4 separate regions of the Mus musculus genome follow, and regions 2, 3 and 4 are each linked to region 1. Evidence: chromatin contacts called from public Micro-C and promoter capture Hi-C data. All regions are on one chromosome and are shown on one strand. Each heading gives the region's core, a stretch centred on a gene start, on an enhancer-like site or on the middle of the called end of the contact. The rest is flanking DNA. Distances are from core to core; before and after follow the strand shown.

Region 1 (2,604 bases), core at 54-2,553:
TCATGCCACCACTAACTTGTCCACAACATAATCAAGCCCCAGTCAGCTCTTGCCAACACTTGGCGTTCTCATTTTGAGAACATTCTACTAATGTAGTGACTGGGAAGTATTTCCCTATTTTTTTGAATTGGCTTTCCTTCCATGCCTGAGCTTCAACCTTTCCCCATATATTCTTACCCCATCACATTCCTTCCTTTGGGCAGAGTATGCAGTCCTTGAGTTCCTTACCCATTTATCTACGGGGTCTTAACCCTTTGATTATTTTGTGCGAGCTTTATCTTATCTGTTGTGTGTTTTCCTTTAAAACTGTTATTTGCTTTTCTTGGGCTTTTAGCAGAGAAAGGACACATGGCCAGATGGGGCTTTTTTAGAAGCCTCCCCTGCCTCTCCTTTCATTGTCAGCACTTATCACCCCGATATCTGGTCCAGTGCCTTTGCTTATTGTTAGTGTGTCCTGCTGGACTAGAACACCCAGGCAAGGAGAGCCCTTGTGTGTCTTTCCTGTTCATCACCTGTCCAGTGGGCTGGCTGGAGGCCACCAGCCTTAGTGGACTGAATGGTGCTCTGGAATGGGGCAGGGTGGAGACACGCTGAAGTTTCAAAAACTGGGACAGTGACTTGTATAGTCATGACCACTAGAAAAGCCAGAAGGAGAATGGGGATGGGGACATATTGCAGTAAAACGACTTCTTTCCACGTGGATCCATCCAGGGGCTTATGGGAAAGAGGCTTTGGGGAGGCGCCCCTCTTCACCTGATAAGAGCACAGTGTCTCAGTTTAGAGTTGGGTGCTCGGAATTCTTGTGTACCTTTAGCTAGGCCTGTACAAATGAAGCCCAGATGGAAATAGCACACCCAGGAGCTGCCTTGTGCCTTCAGTTTTTTAGTGGCATCTCACAGTAAAATACATTAGAAGGCTCTGATTGGCCCATTATACAGATGGGGGCCATCTAGTTCCAGGTAGTTCAGCATTATTGAGTTGTTTGAGACAGTTTCTGGTTCTGGGGCTCTGGGCTTTTGTCCCCACCCCTCTTCCTGCTTCCAGGGACCAGACTGGCGCCAAGCAGGGGCAACTGCAACATGTCCCCTGCTGGGCCCCCGACCTGCCCTTGGCCTCTGCCCTGACCCTGTCCCGCCTGGGTGGAAGCCCTAGCTCAGCCTGCGGCTTGCAACTCCCACCAGGCTTTTCCTTAGCCCTGGTTGGCTCTCCTGCTCCCTGAGCCCGCCCCACCGCCCCGCCCCGTCCCGCCCCTTTGAGCTGCTACTTAGTCGGTCCGAAGGCAGAGCCTTCCAAGGTGGAATCTGGATTCTGCTGCCAGGAAGCGGCCGGCGCACGAGTGGCGCGAGGCTTGGCTTCCACGTGCGAGCCTGCTCCACCACCCCGCCCTCTCCGAGCGCCCAAGCCTGGGGGATCCGTCTCCATGAACGATACCTACGCCCTGCCGTGGCACTAGCTGTGGCCAGGACGTCCGGGTGCAGTCGCCTGCCTCTGGATCTCGCTCCAGGTCTCTCCTTTTGTTCTCTCCTGGGGTGGGTAGGAGTGGGGCCGAGTCAGCTCTTACGGGACTCGCCGAGGCCCACAACCTCGGTGACCCTCTTGTTCTCTGGGTCTTCCGGGCTTTAGAGGAGAGCCGGGCCTTGAACCCAACTTCTCCACACATCCAAAATTGAACTTGGGGAGTGATGGAGATCAGAGCAAATGAGAAAGTCAGAAAAGGGGTGTGGAGGGAACTGGTTTTAGTCCTCCTAGCACTTCAGAGACCGGTAGACGCCCAGCTATCTTCTGGGGTATGTCTCACGAAAACTCCATGTAAGCGGGGCAGGGAGCAGCGCCCAAGTGGCGGCAGCCTCGGGTCTTTTTCCAGGGGCGCCTTCCTTGGTGTTCTCACTGTGGGTGGAGCGCGAGGAGAGAAGCAGGCGGTAGAGGAATGTCCCTGCGGGGACACTGAAAGCCTGCCCTCAGGACAGGGGTTGACTTCCCGCCTCAGTAGCCTGATCCACGCTGCAGGAGTAGAGACAAACTTGCCCTCACTCCGCGCCTTGCCTCTCTCCACAGCACCCACTGCCCGACGTGCAGGACGCTGCGCGACCATGGAGAGTCTGAGTCGGTCATGCCTGTGGCTGCGTCAGGAGCTGTCGTCCCCGCGCCCACAGCTTCTGCTGCTGGACTGCCGCAGCCGGGAGCTGTATGAGTCGGCGCGCATCTGCGGGGCGCTGAGCGTGGCCCTGCCCTCGCTGATGCTGCGCCGCCTGCGGAGGGGGAGCATGTCGGTGCGGTCGCTCTTGCCTGGGCCACCACTGCAGCCTCCCCCACCGGCCCCTGTGCTCCTGTACGACCAGGGTAGCAGTGGCCAGTGCCATCGTGAAGCAGCGGAGGCTGAAGCGAAGGCCGAACCTAAGGCTGAAGCGGAGGCCGAACCTAAGGCTGAAGCGGAGGCCGAACCTAAGGCTGAAGCGGAGAACGAAGCGGAGGCTAAAGCGGAGGCCAAAGCGGAGGCCAAAGCGGAGGCTAAAGCGGAGGCCAAAGCGGAGGCCAAAGCGGAGGCCAAAGCGGAGGCTAAAGCGGAGGCCAAAGCGGAGGCCAAAGAAGAGTGGGATGCTGACT
Region 2 (2,604 bases), core at 42-2,541, 230 kb before region 1:
CTTCTAGCAGTTCCAGCTTCCCTTGGCTGTGGCCACATACCCCTACCACCAGGCCTTTTCCTTCTGTGTGCCTCTGAACCTCTGTCACTGGACTTGGGGCCACCTGGATGATCAGGGTGATCTCATCTCTCCATCTTTAATGGGACAACATCCTCAGAGATCTGTCTCTTGTGTGTGGCCACATTCACAGACACTGGGAGTCAGGGGGGTGTACATTACTCTGGGACACAGACCTGGGTATGCCTGTCCAACAGCCCCAGTGAGCAGGCATCTTTTCATTGAAACCCACAGCTGAGGGCCCTGAGGGCCCCCCAGCCTGTTCCAGGAAAGGGGCTCCAAAGCTGTGCTTGCCATTGTTCCTCTTCAGTCTCCACTCTTCACTGACAGAAGCATCTTGACCGGGGGGTCCTAGCTTTTCCCCCAAGCCTGGGAAATATGACAGGCTTATCCTAGGATCACAGACTTGCAGAGGGCTCCTTGCCCTTGGCCCCACCTGGTCTCAAGGCCACCTTAAGACAGAAGACCCTGGTCAGCTTTATAAGGAAAGACACAGCTCAGTTCCTAGAAGCCAGGGTTGGGAGGCTTTGGTAGCACCAATAATATGGTTTAGTTTCTTTTTTCTTTATGTTCTACTCTTATTCACACTGACTTTTCTTGGGAGATCTCGGAACTTTCCAGAAAGAAGTGTAGAACTCCAGCCCTTGGGTTTCCATATTGGTTCTACCATATGGATGGTGATCTATGTGGGAAAATGGTAACCCTGATGTCTACCCTGGGGGGCTGGCTTGCTGACCACATGGGGTAACTTGAGGAAAAAGACTGGCTTGTGTTCAGTAGGTCACCACCAGTTCTTTCACTTTCTCTTCTCTCTCCTTCTCTACGTTGTCATCTCCTAGGTCCCCCTTCATGCCCTATGCTTCTTTTCTGATCCTTGCCCTTCCTGCTCACAGGAACTGTCCTTTACTAGGAGACCATGGCCTGGCCACTTGATGCTAGGGAAATAAATGAATGGGTGGGTGGAATTCCCAGTGATCTGATCCATGGGAGGCGCTTCATCAATGATATGGGATCAACAGGGGCCTCTCTTGTTGCTTCAGTACTGCCATACAATGACCACTGCAATCAGACTGCTTCAGAGCAGCCCAGACAGAAAATGGAAGTGTCCCGGGTTCATGGGGAGTGAGACCAGACGCCTAAGTGGGGCGAGAGTGCGCTGAGCCGCCCTCCTGCAGCGCTGCGCATGCTCTGTGTTCCCCTTTTGCGCCCCGTTCCCAGGCTGCCGCTGTCGCCCCCGCCCCAGCCACGCCTGCTCACTCACCCTGCTCCTTAGCAGCAGCAGAGGACCTGGCCAAAGGTCTCTACGCAGGACGAACCTCGTGAACAAAGGTGAGGTCCGACAGCAGTCTGAGAGCTCAGAACCTCTCCAGGACGCCTCCCTGGAGAGCTTCTTGGAGGCAGCATCCTTGGCTTCTGGTTTTGCCTGATGTAGGGGTGGAGAGAGGAAGCCAAAGCTGTATAGCGTACAGGTAGGCAAGCAGGCGGGAGAAGGGAAGTACTAAAGGATCATTGGCCTATCTCAGAAGGTGTGAGCAAAAACCTCAGCCAAGCCAATACTTAGGAGGTAAGGCAGAAGGAAAGGTGGGAAAGCAGGTGAGGGAATGAGTAGAGCTGAGCTGAACAGGACACAGGTGGCCAGAGGATGGAAGGAGAAGCTGTAGTGGCGACATCTGGGGAAGCCCCGGGACAGTGTTGAATGAGCTGAGCAGGAGCTTTCAGGGATCCCGTTTTCTAGTGCCTGGGAAGAGGAGCTGGGCTGAGCTGGGAGCTAGGGAGGCTGCGGAGCAAAGGAACTGAAGCTTTTGTATTTCTCTCCTGATTTTCAGACCAGGGGCTGGCACAAGAGCATTGCACAGCTGATCTGCCCAGGTAATTTTGGTTTTATATCTCTGGGTGGGGGAAGTCTGGGCAAGCTCCAATTATGAGATCATGGCACTGTTACCCAGGGCACCTGGCAAACAGCCCACAGGCACAAGCCGTGAGAGCCCCCAGACTGGGACAGGCCATCAGAATCATGAACCTGTGGCTCTCGGGAATGAAGAGTTGTGCCTTTCCACTGTGTGTGTTGACCAGTGTCCACTGTGCTTCCCCCACTCCAGGGAAGAGCAAAAACCTCAGCCAAGCCAATACTTAGGGGGTAAGGCAGAAGGAAAGGTGGGAAAGCGGGTGAGGAAATGAGTAGAGCTGAGCTGAACGGGGAATTGTGCCTAGTGCTTTCCTGCAGTACTAGTTATGACTAGTTCCATCTAACAAGGGTCTGTCAAGAACCATTATGAACCAGGTTGTTACTACAGACTTGTCTGAGACCTGTCAAAGGAGATGGCAAAAATCATCCCCTCTATGGTTGGAGTTAGTGACTGAGCACAGACCATAAGTCATAAACATTTCAAAATAGTAACTACATGGGTTGAATGAAAGATAGTAAGAGCTGAAAAAAGGAGGCCCAGTTGCAAATTTAGGTGCTGGGACTAGAAAATTTCTATCCAAACTTAAAGGTGATAAAGGAATAAGGCACATGTTTCTGTTTTGAAGGAATATTCTAGGCAG
Region 3 (2,604 bases), core at 34-2,533, 190 kb after region 1:
GATCCCCGCGTCACCCACTCACCCAAAATGCCTGAGGCCCTGAAATCGACAGTCGTGACTTAGTCTAGAGAGTGGATGGGAAAATGGGTACTCAAACCCAGCTCCATTGACGACGTTTTAAATCTGGCCTGCCAGGCCCGGGATTCGGCCTCTGTCCCGCAGGCACTTCACTGCTTCTTTGGGTCAGGCTCCAACCCTGGGACCATGTGCCGGGAATCCAGACCGTTGCTATGCAACCTCCATCCCGCGCGGGCCACTGAGCGCCTCACTGTCCCGGGACAGAATCTTAACTTCCCACCTGGGCTGATCTGGACACATGGTTAGTGGTCGTTACGCACTCGGAGTGCCAGGTGATGTGCCTTGAACACCTACATATCTTCTTCACCCAGTTCCTTCCATCCCTGGATGGTTCCCACAGGGCGCCAGCACCCAGCAACCCATAATCTGAGGGCGAGATCAGCTCCCTACCTTTTTCTCTCGAGCCCTCTCGCCCTCCCACACCTGCCTTTCTTGACTCTACCTGGCCCTCCCCCTCGGGGTTTACAGTTTTCCTAGGTCCGGCTGCGACCCTCTCCCCAGCAGCCCAGGCGCCCTACCTGAAGCATCACTTTGTACTGCTCCTCCGGTTTCTGGACCACACACATATTACATCCCATGATGCTGGCCGGCGAGGGAAAGAGGAGAGCGGGAAGAGGAAGGTATCTTTCACTGGCCAGTGCGTGGGACCACGGGTCCCGGGCCTGGGCCCGGGGCCATACCTTACCCCGGGGGGCCGAGCCGCCTAGCGGGGGAGGGGGGCACGCCCCCAAGAGGAAGGCAGCTCCAAGCCTCTCGACTTAACTCTTTGCTGGCCGAGGCCAGACACAGGCATGCTCCTTCGCACCCAGCCAGGGGAAAAAAAGGGCGGCGGGGGATGGGCGGGCGCGCCGGGCGTTGCCTGGCTACGGCCCCCCCACCCCAGGAGGCGCGGGAGCGCGCCTGCCCGCCGGGGCCGTCAGGGGCTGTCAGGGGCCGTGGGCCACACGGCTCCCCGCCCGCGGGGCCGGCCGCTGCCGCTGCCTTTGCCGCTGTCGTCTCCAGCTCCCGCCCATGGCCATCAGCCCCGGGAGTCCAGCCTCTGGGCTTGGCGACGTGGCCCGGCCCGCCGACGGAGAGGCGGCCAGGCCCACGCCAGCTGTAGCCTCGCAGGGTCCCGCTTCTCTAGCTCACGGCGCTCTCTCAGAGCCTGGCCCACAGCCGGTCGCTTGTCTCCAGCTCCTGCCTGGAACACCGGAACGCGCGCGCGCGCGCCCGCAGCAACAGCGGGGGAGGTGTGCGGAGAAGGGGCGCACGCGCGTGGGAGAAGCAGAGGCTGGGTGCGGGCGGGAGCGGCAGGGGGCCTCAGGAGTCGGCGCAGGGAGCTGAGGGCGGGGCCTGAGTCCCTGAGACCAGATAATGCCAATGTCCGAGGGCGAGGTGTCTAGTGGACCTGTCTGCTAGGTGTGTCCCTGAGAAAAGAGGATCCTGTCTGAAGAAGAAGCTTCCCTGGACTCCTGAAGAGAGTTCAGGGCCTTGGTCTCAAGGAGAGGCTATTTCACCCCTTTCCCAGGTTCTAAATGTATCAGCCCCAATGTCTGTACTCCTTCCTCTGTCTCTCTTTAAAGACTGGTTCCCTGCTTTAACTGAGCCATTCCCTTGCTATCTCTGAAACGGATACCTTTGTTTAGAAGAAAAACGTGGGGGTGCTGTAGGTGGCAAGAGAACTACAGAGAAGCCTCATTCTTTGGGGCCTTTATGGGCACCCCCCTTGCTTGCACTGAAACCGCTGTCTGTTTCTCAGTTCCAGCCTTCCCTCCTCACACTTCTCCTTTAGCCTCTTCCCTCCCACAGGCTGCCCCTCTTCTTGATAAACCAGAGGAAAAGATGGCCTTTGGCTAGATAACAATGACCGATTGAAAGCTAGGTTCCCAGAGGCTGCCTGAGAGAGCTGCTTAGCCCTCTTACCTGCAGAAGATCCTTTGATAAAATTGTCTGGTCTTTATCTCCAGGCTCTGGCGAGTGAGGGGATTTATAACAGCATAGAAATGTTTAATTAACAGTATTGGGGGAGGCTGCTTCAATACTTTTCCTTTCCACCCCCACTTTGGTTCAAAAGACAGAAATAGGAATAACCTGAAATCCAGAAAGGAAGTATGAGTGCTTATAAACTGTCTTTCCCAGAAAGCAAAACTTGAGCCTTTCAGGAGATGACCAGTAGATCTTCCTGAGGAATACCCTTTTTGAGAGCTCAGTACAAATGTCTGTGGATGGGAGGCACTGTGTTTAGATCAGCCCCGGGGAGAGGAGATGGACCCTAGTCCTTCCACCATGGTTACTGCCACAACAGCCCCCTCTGCCCTGTAATTTGAGCTTCCTCATGCCTACAGCATAAGATCTAGATCACCTTACTTCAAGAGCAGTCTCTTAGAAATATCCTCTCCAAATCTTTTTACCTTCTAATTGTATGTATTTCACCAAGGTCCTGACCAGTCATCAAAAACATTTTCCCCCAGCCTAGCCCACAGAACTTAGCACAAGTCTTTCTTCCTTCCTTCCTTCCTTCCTTCCTTCCTTCCTTCCTTCCTT
Region 4 (2,604 bases), core at 36-2,535, 150 kb after region 1:
CAGGTGCCTTTACCCACTCAGCCATCTGGCTGAACCAGAAGTCCCTATTTTAAATAGAATTTCATGTAGCATATGTAGCTCCCTTCCCCAAACAAAACAAGACAAAACAAAAAAGCCCCCAAGACCCCAACAACAACAACAACAAAAAACCCCATGGCATTCTGGAAGGTCAGAGTCAGCAAATGCTTTGAGAACATAAAGTCCTCTCTCCTCACTGGAACCCAGAGAGAAAAGAGAGCTGGCCTAATGCCATATTCTAGGTCAGTGGAAGAGCAAGGCCTAGAGGTCATAGCTCTTATTCCCCAGAGCTAGTTGTTGGTTTTCTGGTGCTAAGCAGTGCTACCCAGGAGCTAAACCAGCTAACCAAGACTCCAAAGAAAGAACCAGGAAAGCAAAGCCCTAGAAGCTTCCAGTCTTAGAACCCTGGTTCACTCTCATTACAGGGGTTTGGGCTTGTTTGTTGGCCTTTTGGTTAGAATCAAGTATCTAGGTGCTTGGTAGGCGGAAGATCTGGAGGGATCAAGGATTATGGATAGCCAGATGGCGGCGGTGCATGCCTTTAATTAATCCCAGCACTTGGGAGACAGAGGCAGGAGGATTTCTGAATTCAAGGCCAGCCTGGTCTACAGTGTGAGTTCCAGGCTACAGAGAGAAACCGCGTGTTCGACGAGACAGAGAGAAACCGGGAGAGGGAACGCGGGGACACAGCGAGAGACACACAGCGAGAGAGATACTGATAAAGTCTGATTTTCCACCTCCACTAGGGCAAAGCAGTCTAAGAGAGGGAAAACCAAGGAGGAACTGAGTCCAGAAACAGGCTTAGATGGTACATGCAAGGTGGGCCAGGACACGTGGCCTCTTCAAAAGGGCTTCCACAAGGACACTACGGAGGGGACACCTAGCTACTGCGGTCTACCTTCCCAACCCTTCCGGAGGAAGGCACAGAGGAGCCAGATCAGAGTCAATTTCGGCCAACCGCCTCACGGACAGCAGAAGCAACCAGTGAACCCCAGAGTGCAGCCCTCTCCCCGCCCCTCCTATGGCTCGCACAGCCAATCGAATTCCGTGTTTGCTCAAAGAGCCGTTACCCGACTCCGGGTCTCAATTGGGTGTTAAGTCCCTCTGTAAGCCTGCAAATGTCCCACCGCCCATTCACCACTCACCTCCCAAGGACGGCAGAGGAGAGTTGGCTTGAGCATTGCCTTTGCAGCACCGCCAGCAGCTATCGCCACCTTCAGCGCCATGACGAAAAGTGAGGACCTCTACAGGTCAAAACATTAAGCACCGTTCTCGCGACAGTTGGGGACAGCGAGAAATCCGGGGTATGGGTTGAGAAAACGCTAGCATTACGCACGCGCACAGTCACACCGGTTCTTACGCCCCCTTCCGGTGCCTAGAGCACTGTTCCGCCATCTTGGGGAGGGGAAGGCTGAGAAGGAGGGAAGTGCGACCGGTTGGGACCCTGGCTAGGGAAGCGGACACGTCAGTGCCGCCAGCGACGTCACCATGCCCGACCCAGCCCGCCGACGCACGATTGGGTGCTGAGGCCGCTTACGCGTCGCGCTTCCTCGTCTGCTCCGCATGTCCAGGGTGGCTTGCTCTCTTTTCCCCTCGGAAGAGAAGAGGCGATGGCGGCGATGGCATCTTTCGGCGCCCTGGCACTACTCCTGCTGTCTGGCCTATCTTGCTGCTCAGGTAGCGGCCTGGCCGGAGCTTGTTTCGGGGCGCGCCCCTGCTGTTGGCAGGTGGTGCTGGGGGGAGGAAGGGTGTGCGCGAGGTGGGGATCTGGCCCTTCCCGGGGCTCGTCGCTACTGACGGGATCTTCCCCCGATGGGTGTTGTGTCGTGGCGACCAAAGCACCACACACACGTTTACCCGACAGCCAGGTTGCTTCCTTGTCTGCTTTTGGGAGAACCCCCAAAGCAGTACCATGCTCCGACCACCAGCTCCAGCAGGGAAGGTGATATGTATGTCCCTGGTTCCTGTGTCAAAAGGTAGTCGCACAAGAGCAGTGCTGGCAGCTACGAACCAATGCTGCATAGGCCAGGCTTCCCCAAGAGAAACCTAAGAGAGGGAGGCAGATCAGAGTAAGGGCACTAGGCGAGTTAGATAGGGAACCGATGAAGTGAGCAAGGGCTTTTAGTGCCCAGAGCCTCGACTTTTTGTGACGCCTTGGTATATCCCACCCCAAAGTTCATAGCAAAATTGAACCGTGCACAGACCCGTTGATATTTGTGAGACATCTGTAACGTGGTAGTGGGGCTGAGCTCAATCTGGAGTGCCGGCATGTGTTTTGAAAGATGTTAGCACCTCAGACCTGAGAGCCTGAACTAAGGACGATTTGGTTTCTGTACATACAGGTAGCCTCTGGCCATCCCTTCTACCCACCCCTCAGAGAATCCTTCAGTCTGTTGCTAGCAGTGTCTTAAAAAGACAAACCTGGCTGTAACATCTATTAGGGGTTCCATAGTGTCTACAGGGAAAGGCCCAGCTGAGCAGGTCACAGAAGGGTTGGTGGAATATGGCCTTGAGAGCCATTCCCAGGCATTTTCCTCCTGCCATTTATGCCGGTACAAGGTCTTCTCTAGCTTAATCGGTCATTCT

The links. Promoter capture Hi-C pulls out the DNA fragments that hold promoters and counts their contacts. Hi-C and Micro-C count contacts between places; a contact is called where the count stands out from the background. Capture Hi-C pulls out chosen DNA fragments and counts their contacts.
Region 2: a contact with region 1 is called in a promoter capture Hi-C map of embryonic stem cells, with 2.4 times the contacts expected there. The contact joins the promoter of Zfp92 here to the promoter of Dusp9 in region 1. A contact is called at or near these places in 3 of 39 promoter capture datasets (the 3T3-L1 cell line, the SN4741 cell line and embryonic stem cells) and 1 of 9 other capture datasets (liver).
Region 3: a contact with region 1 is called in a Micro-C map of embryonic stem cells, with 2.5 times the contacts expected there. The contact joins the promoter of Pdzd4 here to the promoter of Dusp9 in region 1. A contact is called at or near these places in 2 of 484 Hi-C or Micro-C datasets (both in embryonic stem cells) and 1 of 9 other capture datasets (liver).
Region 4: a contact with region 1 is called in a promoter capture Hi-C map of liver. The contact joins the promoter of Idh3g here to the promoter of Dusp9 in region 1. A contact is called at or near these places in 2 of 115 datasets of contacts at active chromatin or transcription factors (embryonic stem cells and memory CD8 T cells) and 4 of 9 other capture datasets (adipose tissue, embryonic stem cells, liver and 1 more).

What each region holds. Positions count from the first base shown.
Region 1 is chrX:73,638,138-73,640,741 of GRCm38.p6, forward strand. It overlaps Dusp9 (dual specificity phosphatase 9), which reads left to right and starts at 1,304. Exons shown (of 4, transcript NM_029352.3): 1 at 1,304-1,504; 2 at 2,056-2,604. The coding sequence starts at 2,091.
Region 2 is chrX:73,409,805-73,412,408 of GRCm38.p6, forward strand. It overlaps Zfp92 (zinc finger protein 92), which reads left to right and starts at 1,292. Exons shown (of 6, transcript NM_009566.5): 1 at 1,292-1,386; 2 at 1,884-1,926.
Region 3 is chrX:73,823,686-73,826,289 of GRCm38.p6, forward strand. It overlaps Pdzd4 (PDZ domain containing 4), which reads right to left and starts at 1,284. Exons shown (of 8, transcript NM_001029868.2): 1 at 597-1,284. The coding sequence starts at 656.
Region 4 is chrX:73,785,612-73,788,215 of GRCm38.p6, forward strand. It overlaps Idh3g (isocitrate dehydrogenase 3 (NAD+), gamma), which reads right to left and starts at 1,286. Exons shown (of 13, transcript NM_008323.1): 1 at 1,164-1,286. The coding sequence starts at 1,244. Ssr4 (signal sequence receptor, delta) reads left to right here and starts at 1,412. Exons shown (of 6, transcript NM_001166480.2): 1 at 1,412-1,695. The coding sequence starts at 1,629.